3 separate regions of the Hordeum vulgare genome follow, and all the other regions are linked to region 3. The links are chromatin contacts, called in public Hi-C maps. All regions are on one chromosome and are shown on one strand. The core of a region is the stretch at or near the end of the contact, and the rest is flanking DNA. Distances in the headings are between cores, read along the strand shown. Region 1 has its middle 200 kb from the start of LOC123395658. Region 2 has its middle 220 kb from the start of LOC123395658. Region 3 has its middle 38 kb from the start of LOC123395658.

Region 1 (4,794 bases), core at 1,562-4,061, 160 kb before region 3:
GTGTGTCACGCGTCCCTAGCATAGCAAACGTGGAACTTTTCCATCGTTTTCCATCTGACCGGTAGTAGCCCGAGACCCGGAAAATATCGTGAGATATTCTTCCGACCCGTCCATGACGGATGTTACCGCGTTAGCTCATGTCTAGCCTGCATCTTGCCATGTCATGCATTGTGTTGCACCGTTGTTATTATTTATTGTTTCTTCCCCCTCTTCTTACCGGTAGACCCCGAGACTGACGCTGCTGCCGGGTACATCTACGACCCTGACGACCAGCCTTTTGCCGCAGAGCAGCAAGGCAAGCAAACCCCCCATTGATCATTCCTATATCGCCTATGTCTTTCTTCCTACTGCTTGCATTAGTATTTTGCTACTGTTGTAGTTAGCTCCTATATCTGATGCATAGCCTATTTTTGATGAACTGCTACTTTCAGTATTGTACCTTTAAACTGCTTAGTATAGGTGGAGCAGCCTTCCCCTCTGACCCCGTAGTCCAGTTGCACCGCTTTGCTTTCAAATCTCGATCCCTGATCGATGAGCCAGACCCGACACAGCACATACACCCCCCTTAGTTGCATGACGCTACCGGGATACTATCGGATACCGAGGGCGACACCTCGCTAAGTACTCCTGATGATATCTCTGTAGTACATCTAGTCGGTCGTGGTTGTCAAGAGTGATTCCTCCTTCACCATTCCCGACGATGCCTCTGTCGTGCAACCCCTCAAGTGTGGGACCCCCGAGGATGATTCCTCTAGGCCCACCTTGATGGATACATCGTTTGGAATCCAACGAGGGTGTTACCTTGGATTCCCCTCGATGTTACAACCACACAGTTACTCGACCATGTTACTGGGATCATTGGTGATTAGTTGTTAAGACAGATGGATTCCCGCGAGATTGTGTCGATGGCCTAATTAAAATGATAATGGATTTGGGTATTTGATATGGGTTGGTCGGAAGGCCTTATTAAGCACTAACCTTGTGCGTGGGAAGAATTATGGGTACTCGACGTCGCGGTATCAGCCGAAGCTCTTCAAACGTTAGCGATGTAGTGACGCGCGCCCGAGTGGTCCCGAGATGCATCGCTCTTGTATTAAGGGGTGCTAGGACTGACGTCGGCCGGCCTCGCATCGTGCAGGAGCGCGGAGGGGAAGTGGGGCCATGAACCCTCTGTGCTTAGGAGTTAGACCGGTGGGCTGGCCTCTCTGCTGAGCTTAGGTGGGGCTGCGACGTGTCGATATTCCGAGGCCGGGTAGGACCCAGAAAAGTGTGTCCGGCCAGAGTGTTATCGAGCACGTCGGGGAATATGTTGTGCACCCCTGCATGGAAGAACTTATCTATTCGAATAACCGTGTCCACGGTTACAGGACGACTTGGAGTTGTGCCCTGATCTTATACAACTACAATTTTACTTAACTAGATTTAGTTGCCTCGGGATTGCTTCCTCGCAGGGAGTCGAGGGAGGATCTCTGGGCGTGACCTCACTTTAATACTCCTCCAACAATATGACTATTAATGTGTTACACCTGTTCTACTCTCGTCTATTGCTGCAAGACCCTGAAGATGCTAGTCTTCGATAGGACTAGGCATTCTCTCTCTATTCTCGCATTGCTGCAGTCGGTCCACATATAACCACCCTGTTTTTAATACTGATGCATACCTAGAATAGTTCTGATGTAAGACTTGCGAGTATTTTGGATGAGTACTCACCGTTGCTTTGCTCCCCTTTCCCCTCTTGATCCATTGCTGCGACGAGATAATGGAGCCCAGGAGATGGAGGTTCCCGCCGACGACGACTACTACATCGACGGTGCCTACTACTACGTGGAGGCCGCTGAAGACCAGGAGTAGTTAGGAGGTTCCCAGGCAAGAGGCCTCGCCTCGTTCGATCGTTGTATATTTTGTGTTAGCCTTCTCTAAGGCACCCCATATTTTATGCGTGTACTCAGATATTGTTGCTTCCGCTGACTTGTGTGTTTATTGAGCTTACGTATTTTAGCCCTCGAGGCCCCTGGCTTGTAATATGAAGCTGATATTGTTTTATTTGTATTTAGAGTTGTGTTGTGATATCTTCCCGTGAGTCTTTGAGTTTGATCGTATGCATTGCGTGTATGATTAGCATACGATTAAATCGAGGACGTCACAGGAGTGGCAACAAGGAAGAAATGCACCGTTCTACTCGACGGAGGACAAAGTGGGTATAAATAGGACTTTTCTAGAAAAAGAAATAAAATTATGCTCCCTTAATCCGTATTGGGGATCTGTTAGGTACCAATTAATGAAATAAAAAGTTAAATATAAGCTAAATATACTCTGTTATAGAGGACCGGTTCGAAATGCCCTATGGGTATTAGTAATGACATAACAAATATGTCAACGTTACCGTTATTTAAAAAAAAAATGACATTGGTAAAAAATGACGCGTTACCAATTAAATTTATGATTAGCTTTTATAAGTGCACCTACAGTCAGTCTTAGTGAGAGCGTGTAGATTCTCTAAAACCATCAACGCGTGAGGGAGCGTGTGACAGTTGTCACATCATAACAGCTTAACAATGATGTGTGTTGGCCGACTAACAACGTCGGCACCGGACCACGTATTCTATACCCTGTATATCCGGCGACGTGGATTTGTGATACCAGGCCACGCACGCCGTCACGTATTGCTTTTCTCTTGCGTCCCTGCCTGCACGGATAAATGTGACAAATCAATCTGAGATTGACATGAAGAACCAAGACGCGTGAGATCCGTGTTACGAGCTGACGCATGCTGAGCTCTGCCCATCAGGGTGACCGTGACCCATGCCATGAATCCCATCGCCGTCGCCGCGCCCGGGCAGAAGGCGCCAGGAATCTGTCTCGACGCAGACATGGCCAAGACCGGGTTTGAGTTTTGTTTCTGGACTTGGGAGGTATTCTGATGTGATACTTTGAGCAGTCTAACTGACCACTTTTGCGGCCTGCGGTGAATTCATTCCAGCACGAGTAAAATATGCGGGTCTCCTGCTACCAGTTTTTCTTTTTCTTTTGAGAAAGTCCTGGTACCAGCTTTCCGAAGCAAACTGAAGTTGTAGCCCGTACGTACCTTTTTTTTTGAAATCAATGCATTGCATTAAACAGTGCGTGAAGCCAAATCACTTGCCGCCGAAAGAGCTACACACGAACCATATTTGTCAGACGTTCAGTCAGGCACACCGATAATTAGGTTTCCTTCACATCCAAAGCATGTGCTATTTAATTACATAATGACAGCGCTAGGGATCAGACTACTGATCCCTTGCCTCTCATCGACTAGTTTGAGACCATTGGAATAGAAGCATGTTAGCCGTTCTATCTGCTAGCATGGACCACACATGGTTTGTTAGATTGGTTCGTTAATTGATTGTTTCGTGTATCTGTTTTAGCTGAACACGCTCGGTACCCTCGCTGACTTTCTTTGCTTCCGTAACTGCTTTCTAGTACGTAAAATATTGATTCTACTTGGTCACTAATTAAAATTGCTTCGCATAAATCACATTAGATATTGCCCATAAAAAAACCATGCGGGTATCTTTATTTTTAGATTCTATTTCTGACAAGTTATGATTTTTTTTTGAAACGGAGGCAAAATATTTGCCTCATCGAATTAATTAAGAAGAGAGCAGTACAGATTTATGGTTACATGGCCACTCAGGCCAAAATAGGAAACAGGTTAAATGCCTCCGGGAAAATGTTTCCAAGAGACTTAGCTCCAGCTTTTATCCATAATTGTGCCTCGACCTTAATAGAAGCAACAACATGGGCAGGCAAGGATGCCTTGTTTTGAAATACCCTGGCATTCCTCTCGTTCCAAATTACCGAGCATATTAGCATCTTCAGATATTTTAAGGCCTTTTTGCATGTGCTGGTGGCTAGGCCATCAGCATCCTAGCACTTCTGGACAGACGGGAGATCTGCCCATGAGTTGGTCTGTGAAGGAATCCCCAGCCAGTCATTGATTGAGTTCCAAATCCTGACCGAGTAGCGGCATTTAAAAAAGAGATGGGTAGCAGTTTCCGGTTCTATTTTGCAAAGCTGACAGAGGCCACAATTTGGCCATCCTCTACGGGCTAGTCTATTCGCTGTCCACACTCTGTCTTGAAGGATGAGCCATGAGAATAATTTAATTTTAGGCGGCGCCCAAATCTTCCATACCATCCTAGGCATGTCTGATTTAATTAACCCCGCAAATTGCATCCTGTAAGCTGTGGCGGCGGAATAGCATCCATCCGCCGTGAATTTCCATCGAATGGCGTCGTCCACGTTCGTCTGTAATTGGACCTCCTGGACCTTGCTCCATAGCTCCACAAATTGTTGTATTTGGACAACAGACATCCCTCCCTGTATGTCGACGCAGCCAATCCAATCATTGTTTGCCAATGTGTGTGCCACGCATGCCTTCTTGCGCTTGGAGAGGGCGAAAATGTCCGGTGCCACATCTTTTGGTTTCTGCCCTTGCAACCAAGGAGCAAACCAGAAGCTGGCCTTCTTGCCATCTCCTATGGTCACCGTCGTCGCGGAGTAGAACAAATCCATGTCGTCGGCATCGCAAGGAATGTCGAAATCAACCCAAGCCCTTTGGGGGTCCACCCACTGGGACCATAACCATCGTAGTCTGAGAGCTTTGGAAAACTTATCAAGATTGAGAATCCCGAGACCTCCCAAGTTCAGTGGTTTGCACACCAGCTTCCAGTTGACCTTGCATTGTCCTCCAGACACCGTGCTGGTGCCTGCCCACAGGAAGGCTCGCTAAATCTTGGTGATGTCCATAAAGGT
Region 2 (4,185 bases), core at 539-3,038, 250 kb after region 3:
CGAGTAGCGAGTCCGTAGCCGAGAGTGGGAGTTGCGGACCGGTAGGAGGGAGCAGCTGATGCGGAAGGAGCGACTAGGCGATCGGAGTGCGAGGAGGAGATCACGTTGGGCTCACGGCCGCGGTCGATCCTCTCTCGAAGCCGAGGGGTGCCTCGGGGTACCGCCTAGCAGACGGCGACCCGGGGGTCCTCTCCCGTCTGGATGGAACAAGGGAAGCACGACACCCACCGCGACCCAAGGGGAAGCGATGGTGTTCCTAGAACCAGCGGTTCACCCGATGAGCGCCCCGGGCTCATGAACAACCGCCTAGGCGTGGGCCGCACCAATAGCAAGGTCAAGCCCCCAGCAGGGGTCGAGCCACCGGCACAGAGCCCACGACCGTCTCCGACACCGACCATGCCAGCGCAGGAGTGATCATTGTGGCGGAGGCCCCGACCGTGGCGCCCGACCTCTTCACCGAGGCCAAAGCCGGCCCACGAGGGCACGCCGGAGTCAGCGCACGAGAGACCACCGCGCCGGAGGTCGTGCCCGTGGCGCCCGACCTGGCCGCCGAGCCCGGTCCCTGGAGGAACGGAGACGCAATCCCACTAGCAGGAGGAAGAGGCCGTTCAACCTCTGCCCACCTCCCCACTCACCGGCGATCCCGGGGCCGTCCGGTCTACCGAAATGTTGACCACCAGAGCACGGTCAGCTGCCGCGTCCAGTGTCATCGATTCGCCCCGGTACCAGCTCCTAGAGTAGTCGTGGCGTCGAGTCAGGTCTTCATCGTCGTCGGGCTCGAAGTCCAGGCGGAGCTTCATGAAAGGCACCTTCTTATCCACCACATCCAGCACACGGATGGTGAGGTGATGGATGAGGGTGCGCCGGTCAGTCGGAGGCGTCGGGGCATCTGGCGTGAAAGGAAGGTCTTCGTCCACGGAGTTTGGCCTCCATGTCGGCTCTCGCACCTTCAGATCGTACAGCTTGAAGACGCCGGAGGGATTACGCAGCCACGCGGTCACATCGAGCTGCCAGCGGTCATCTGATAGGAGGATTTCCACCAGTTGCCTCCCAAGATTGTTTAGAAGCTGCCCGACCGCGTCACACTCGAGGCCAGCGCGCTCATATGCCATGGAACCTCACGGCTCGCCACCACAGCGGAACCGGCCCAAGCGGGCAAAAACACGATCGCAGATCTCCGTGGACGCGAAGATGATGAAGAAGTCCGTCGGATGCGTCACCTCCACGCGGACCTGGCTTCTGTCCACCCCACACTGCGCGGGCACAGCTCGAACCAAGACCTCAGACGACACCACAGACCACCTCCCCCACACCGTGGCCAGCATGGCGCGGCCATGGAAATCGGTTGTTTTTGTTGGACACGTGCTTGATTTTACACTACCTGCTAAAGCGGCACGCTGGCGTGTGGCAGCCTTTGGTGAAGCAAGTGACTGATCACGCGTAAAAACGGCTGTTGCCTTGGTGTTGGAGATCCTCTTAGGACAGCAGTTTCCTTTTGTGGTCGGAGCACGTGCATCGGCAGTGTAAACGCACAGCGTATTGTCTGCACTGCCGCTGCACTCCTTGATTTTGATATGGAACACACTCAGGATAATGATTGTCCAGCAGTCGAAGAAAGCACATCATTTGGTCCTAAGCGGCTACGTGACGTATCAACAAGATGAAGATGATGATCTAGTACTACTAGTACGACAAAGACGATATTCTATTCTATAGACATACATGCACAGTCACCCCTTCTCAGTGGGCAGCGCTCGCGGGAACGCGGCTGGGACAGCGAGTACATGTCCGCGTGCCGGCGCCCTTTTAGCGGCGCCGCTAGCTGCGTATGCACGCGCGGCCGCTAGTCGACCAGGTGAGGTGAGGCCAAACCCCGCGGGGTTCGCGTGGCCGGTCGGTCTCGCCAGACGGGCAAGCGCGTCCTGATCCTCATCCCAGGATGGCGACCCGTCTGTTCGGCGGTGCCACGTACTGACTTATGGGTTAGAAGAGAAGCATCCACGGCTCGACTCCAACGCTCGGTGAATACTAGTTCAGCAGAATCCGAAAACAAAAACTGAATCGCTTTACTAACCGCGCTCACAATGAGACGCCGATTTCTATTTTGCATTACAGGTCGACAATGAAATGACTCGAAGCTCACACGTTAAATATTCGTTTTTTATGTCTGGACGTGATTCACGAACGCCATATAAAAGAAACCCATATCCAATGTTATTTGGGACCCGTATAGCTCTCCAGTTTGATTTCATTCTGAACTGTCTATTATAACAAAGTTTTTTTTCTAAAACTAATGATGAAGGGTCGACGACAGCAACACGCTTTCGGTTTGCTTTAGTAACTATAGTCGTCGCTAGATGGTCTATCGACATAGATATAAACTTTATTTCTAGTATTCTATGTACTGCATTCTTAGTTGATGAATTGATCAAAAAAAATCTTGTAAAAAAAACGTCCAAACCACTTCACGGATAGATAAAGATCCTAATTGATGACAAATTTGGTAAAAGTGATGCGGACAACAACTATTGAACCTTTGCAGATCTCCTTTGAAGATGCCCTAAATTCTTTTTACCTTTAAGCATATTCACAGCTTCTAAATTACATGCACATCATAAAATAATTTATGATTGGATAGTTAGAAAGACAATGGTATCTCATGTTGTAAGTGTTCAAGTCTTTGATATGACATTGGTGCTCACATTTTTTTCAATTTATTTATTTCTTTTGACGATGTGTGTTTAATGAAAGAAAAACATTCTTGTTGATTATGAATGTGTATGTGACGACTTCGTTAATCTTAAGATATTATTGTTAAAAATATGCCCTAGCGGTAATAATAAATTAGTTATTATTATATTTTCTTGTTCATAATAATCATTTATTATCCATGCTAGAATTGTATTGATTGGGAACTCAAATACATGTGCGGATACATAGAGAACACACTGTCCCTAGTGAGCCTCTAGTTGAGTAGTTCGTTGATCAAAGATGGTCAAGGTTTCGTGGCCATAGACAAGTGTTGTCACTTGATAACGGCATCACATCATTGGAAGAATGATGTGGTGGACAAGACCCAAACTATAAACGTAGTATATGACCGTGTCAGTTTATTGCTACTATTTTCTGCATATCAATGTATTTGTTCCTATGACCATGAGATCATGCAACTTCCGGACACCGGAGGAATACCTTGTGTGTTATCAAACGTCGCAACGTAACTGAGTGACTATAAAGGTGCTCCACAGGTATCTCCAAAGGTGTTTGTTGGGTTGGCATGGATCAAGACTAGGATTTGTCACTCCGTGTGACAGAGAGGTATCTCGGGGCCCACTCGATAATACAACATCACAATAAGCCTTGCAAGCAACGTGACTAATGAGTTAGTTACCGGATCTTGTATTATGGAACGAGTAAAGAGACTTGCCGGTAACACGATTGAACTAGGTAAAGAGATACCGACGATCGAATCTCACGCAAGTAACATACCGAAGGACAAAGGGAATAGTATACGGGATTATATGAATTCTTGACATAGAGATTCAATCGATAGAGATCTTCGTAGAATATGTAGGAACCAATATGGACATCCAGGTCCCGTTGTTGGTTATTGACCAGAGAGTGTCTCAGGTCATGTCTGCATAGTTCTCAAACCCGCACGGTCTGCACACTTAAGGTTCGGTGACATTTTGGTATAGTTGAGTTATACGTGTTGGTGACCGAAGTTTTCTTCGGAGTCCCGGACGTCATGAGGAGTTCCGGAATGGTCCGGAAATGAAGATTGATATATAGGAAGTTGGTGTTTGGATTCCGGAAGGTTTTCGGGCATTATCGGCAGTGTACCGGAAGTGGCGAATGGGTTCCGGAGGCCCACTGGGTGGGCCCACTACGCCCCAAGAGGTCCAGATGGGTTTATTGGATACGCAATAAGGCATAATGGGCTGACAAAGTCATCCAAGGAAATCCCATGAGGAAAAAGTGTAAAATCCAAAAGAGGTGGGAAAATAAGGAAGGAGTCCTAATCCAAGTGGGATTGGAGGAGGACTCCTGCCTTCCCCGCTTCGGCCAACCCAAGGAGGCCTTCCTTGGCGCGCCAAGGCTGCCTCTCCCCTCCTCCTATAAATACTAGAGGTTTAGGGCTTTTGAGACACAACTTTGCCACGTGCCGCCCTCTCCTCTAGATCA
Region 3 (4,274 bases), core at 1,699-4,198:
TGCCGTCCATTGTGGTGGCAATGGACTTGTGAAGATATGCTGAAGAGTGGCTCACCCATAGTGAGTATGGGGGAGCAATCAACTAGTATTCATCAAGCCAACACAATCAAGAAAGGTGGTCCATCTTGAGGAAGCCAAGATCATCATCATCTAGCTCAAGAGGACGAGGTGCAAGGTATAGGTTTGCCCTTGATAGGTTTTCTGTTTAGGATAGATTGTTGTACTATCAAGGGGGCTCTCAAGTGAGTAGCTTGATCGTATCATTCGTTGAGAGCTCAAACCATTTGCATCCTTGCATCATACTTCTTGGTTCTTGTTTGGTGTTTCTCTTTGTGAGTTTTAGAGCTTATGGTCATCTTCGTGACAAGCTCGAGTTCATCGAAAATGGAGTCCATATGCATCTACTATGATGTTTTCGATGTTGGAGTTTTTGCCGGTTCTTCATTCATAGAGGACTCACATCTCTATATCTTTGGCATTTTCATAACCGCATGGTCTTAAGATTCGGAGCTCTTGTCGTCCTGAATCCAACAAGCTGGGTTTGCTCGATTCGGAGCTCGTATGCGAAAGTTATGGTTGTTTCAGTGGCGAACGGTAGTACCGCTGGAGGTGGCGGTAGTACCGCTAGAGTTGGCGGTAGTACCGCTGGCCCTGGCGGTAGTACCGCCCCTGGTCAGCGGTAGTACCGCTCCAGGAGCTTAGTACCGCCTGCCTAGCGGTTGTTCGTGGACGGACCTTTTTGCGAAGACTTTCTTGGCGGTGGTAGTGCCGTTGCACTACCACGGGCCCAGCGGTAGTACCGCTGGAGTGCCAGCGGTAGTACCGCTGGAGCTCGGGCAGAAAGTGGGGGTAACGGTCTGATTCCTTCCCCCACTATATAAAGGGGGTCTTCTTCCCCCTTGGTCTCATCCATCCGTTGAGCTCTTGTTCTACCTCCATTGTTGACATTCTTAGAGCTTGCTTACTCTCAATCCCTCCAATGGTTCTTGCTTGTTCTTAACGGAGAAGAGAGAGGAGATCTAGATCCACATCTCCACCAATCACTTTCTCCTCTATGTGAGGGGAACCCCTTGGACCTTGATCTTGGAGTTCTTTGTGAGCTCCTTGTTCTTCCTCTCATATTTCTCCATAGCTTTTGTTGTTGTGGAGGGATTTGAGTGTGAGGGACTTGACCACTTCGTGTGTTCTTGCCATTGCATTAGCTGCATCGGTTTGAGTTCTCCACGGTGATACGTGGAAGTGAGAAGTTGAGAAGCTTACTACCTTTGGTACTTAGTACCCTTGATATTGTTCTTCGTGGATGCTTTGGCGTCCTAGAAGCTTGGTGGTGTCTCGGAGCTCAATCATTGTGGTGTGAAGATCCGGGAAGCGTCGGGGTCTCCAATTAGGTTGTGGAGATTGCCCCAAGCAATTTGTACGGGTACCGGTAACCGCCCCCAAGGGTTGCCACGTGTACGGGTTCGGTGACCGCCCCCAAGGGTTGCCATTTGTACGGGTTCGGTGACCGCCCTCAAGGGTCCCTTAGTGGAATCACGGCATCTTGCATTGTGCGAGGGCGTGAGGAGATTACGGTGGCCTTAGTGGCATCTTGGGGAGCATTGTGCCTCCACACCGCTCTAACGGAGATTAGCATCCGCAAGGGTGTGAACTTCGGGATACATCATCGTCTCTCGTGCCTCGGTTATCTCTTACCCGAACCCTTTACTTATGCACGTTACTTTGTGATAGACATATTGTTTATTGTAATATATCTTGCTATCACTTAGTTGTTTATCTTGCTTAGCATAAGTTGTTGGTGCACATAGGTGAGCCTAGTTGTTTGTAGGTTTTGTACTTGACATATTAAACATTAGTTTTATTCCGCATTTGTTCAAGCCTAAACCTTAACTATTTTAAAGCGCCTATTCACCCCCCACCCCCCTCTAGGCGACATCCACGTCCTTTTCACTCTCAATCTCTAACATTGCTTCTTCTCCCCCAACATAGTCCAATTTGGACCAATGTGGATGAACTCCCCTCCAATATGAAATCGGACATTCAAAATCTCAGCCGGGTCCATGATTAAAATGAAATAAATACACAATGCGGTCAAAATCAAGCATATGAAGCTATTCCTCTTCACAAAAATCAAACCTTTTGTGCCACCAATATCGTCCCCAAATTTGCAGCTCAAAACCCTAACCCTAATGCGGCAACAACCAAGAAGCACTAATAGCAGGGGAGGAGATCATCGAGATCATTGCCTTCTTCTTGGACGCGTCCTCAAGTCGTCACAATCGTCGTTGCGTCGTCGATCAACCGTCAGTCGCCATTGCCGTCGCAAGAGGAGGAGGGATGCTAGGGGACGCGGAGAGAACGAAGCGAAATGACAGGGCCAAACTGGGCCGACCCACTCTTATCGACCTAGTTGCGCGCGAAAACGACCCATACGAGCCATCCCTTTGCCACGTCAGCAATCCCCATTTGAAAATCGACATCAGGGTTTAATTTGGACTGAAATTTAAAAATTCACGGTACAAATGATAGGGATTTTGACTTTACGATTCGATTTACCGAAGGATTAGGAGTTCAAGGTTTAAAATGAACTTTTCTACACGGCCGTGTGCATGCATGGCAAAACCCGTGCTTGGACCGGGGAGCCTGAGTAGAGTAGCTCACTTGTGTGCCGTGCATGAAGTACGAAGTAGTCGTTTCCTCATCCCACGGTCAAATGGTCGAGTAGACGACGCAACAGTAAGTCAGTAAGCAACGTAAAACGTATGGTTCCCAAGGGTCCACGGTGGGCGATCACTCGGTGGATCTGATGGATGCATGTCACTGCTAATTCCGTGCTGCCGGTGTGTGGCGGCAAATATAGGATCTACGCCGAGATAACGTGACGCACCAGTGCATGCCTGGGGTGCCTATCGATGAGACGAGCGAGCGATGGAGTGTTGACTTGTAGGAATAGAACGTGCGGCACCGGCATCGATGGGAATGGGCTTGACGGGGGGCATCAAGGTCAGGACCACCGGCAGCGCCGCGGGCGAGACAAGGAAACTTGTTTCGTTTTGAGCCACACGGACTAGCAGAGGAAAAAGGAGAACTTCCGCTTTCTTTTTCGTGTACCAAGAAACATGTCCGTACGATTAAAACAGAAAAATAATAATTCCTTGCCCCTAGCCCAATAAACATGGTTCGAGATCCATCTTCTCAGTTGTCAAGATTTTTGAGGATCTTTTCTATTTTCACGGATGGACGTATACAAATTCATATGTTGGGCATGCATGGACTTATAACTTTCTCCGTGGGTACCTCGGTGGATACCAATCTAACATGTGGGACCTACATGGCAATGACGCATCTCATATAATCTGTGTTAGTTTTGTATCGACCATTATTTATCACTAGCAAAAGGATCCGTACGTTGCAACGGGAAAAAAATAATATACACTCTTAATTTATAAAAAGTGGTTTATAATTTAAGTATTTGTAGCTACGACTCAAAGAAAGATAATTTTAACCTACGAAAATGCAGTTTAAGATTCCACAGGTTTTCTATTTAAATACGGCTTGTATGTAGATTTATTACGTACAAAGAAACGGTCAAGTGATCTTTAATTTTGTGTCTAATCCTGATTTTGCTGAGACGTTCATCCAGAATCCAAATCAGTACCGGTATGAAAGAAAAACGAGTAATGCATTATTGATTAAGATTGCATCCTAGATAAAAAATTTCAAAATGTTAAGAGATAAAATAACATCATATTCAGATTCTACATATTTTTCTAATCAAAATCCATATATAACATGTTAAATTTAGAGTTACGGTTTAGAAGATATGAGTATTTAAAAAAAATGTATTGCGGGTTTAACGTCAGAAACATGAGAAGTTTTTTCATAAAATAGCATAACAGACTAAGAATATTTATTTCCTTTATTAGTAGGTATAGATATTATGACGTATCATTTGTAGTTGCGAGATACAAGCATAACTGTTAATTTGTATTGTCTATCATGTTATGTGTCCTTTTATCATTATAGTTGTTGTTGACATGAAATATTTTTATGGTTGTTGTTTCTATTGTTACATGAGTAACATCACAAGAACAAAGCAAAAAAAAATCAAAAGAAGATATATGTGGTAAATGAGTTGAATGGAATTTAGACGAATCGATGATGCTATCTTAAAGTGTGACATGCAAGTTACTATTGCTCCAATGCCTATGTCATATGACAATTCAACTTATTAAACATAGAGCCAATAAATGATAGATAAGGATATATAAATCAAG

What was found. Hi-C and Micro-C count contacts between places; a contact is called where the count stands out from the background.
Region 1: a contact with region 3 is called in a Hi-C map of leaf, with 1.9 times the contacts expected there. The contact joins two enhancer-like sites. A contact is called at or near these places in 2 of 6 Hi-C or Micro-C datasets (leaf and seedling).
Region 2: a Hi-C map of leaf shows a contact between it and region 3, with 8 times the contacts expected there. The contact joins two enhancer-like sites. A contact is called at or near these places in 2 of 6 Hi-C or Micro-C datasets (leaf and seedling).

The regions. Positions count from the first base shown.
Region 1 is chr5H:286,680,473-286,685,266 of MorexV3_pseudomolecules_assembly, reverse strand. No RefSeq gene overlaps it. Among protein-coding and RNA genes, the nearest start is that of LOC123395658, 200 kb to the right of the region's middle. Within about 2 kb of position 2,811, at least 2 of the 3 cell types and tissues checked have open chromatin away from gene starts, as enhancers often do. A contact at or near this core is called in leaf, where this site is marked.
Region 2 is chr5H:286,263,449-286,267,633 of MorexV3_pseudomolecules_assembly, reverse strand. No RefSeq gene overlaps it. Among protein-coding and RNA genes, the nearest start is that of LOC123395658, 220 kb to the left of the region's middle. Within about 2 kb of position 1,788, at least 3 of the 3 cell types and tissues checked have open chromatin away from gene starts, as enhancers often do. A contact at or near this core is called in leaf and seedling, where this site is marked.
Region 3 is chr5H:286,516,460-286,520,733 of MorexV3_pseudomolecules_assembly, reverse strand. No RefSeq gene overlaps it. Among protein-coding and RNA genes, the nearest start is that of LOC123395658, 38 kb to the right of the region's middle. Within about 2 kb of position 2,948, at least 3 of the 3 cell types and tissues checked have open chromatin away from gene starts, as enhancers often do. A contact at or near this core is called in leaf and seedling, where this site is marked.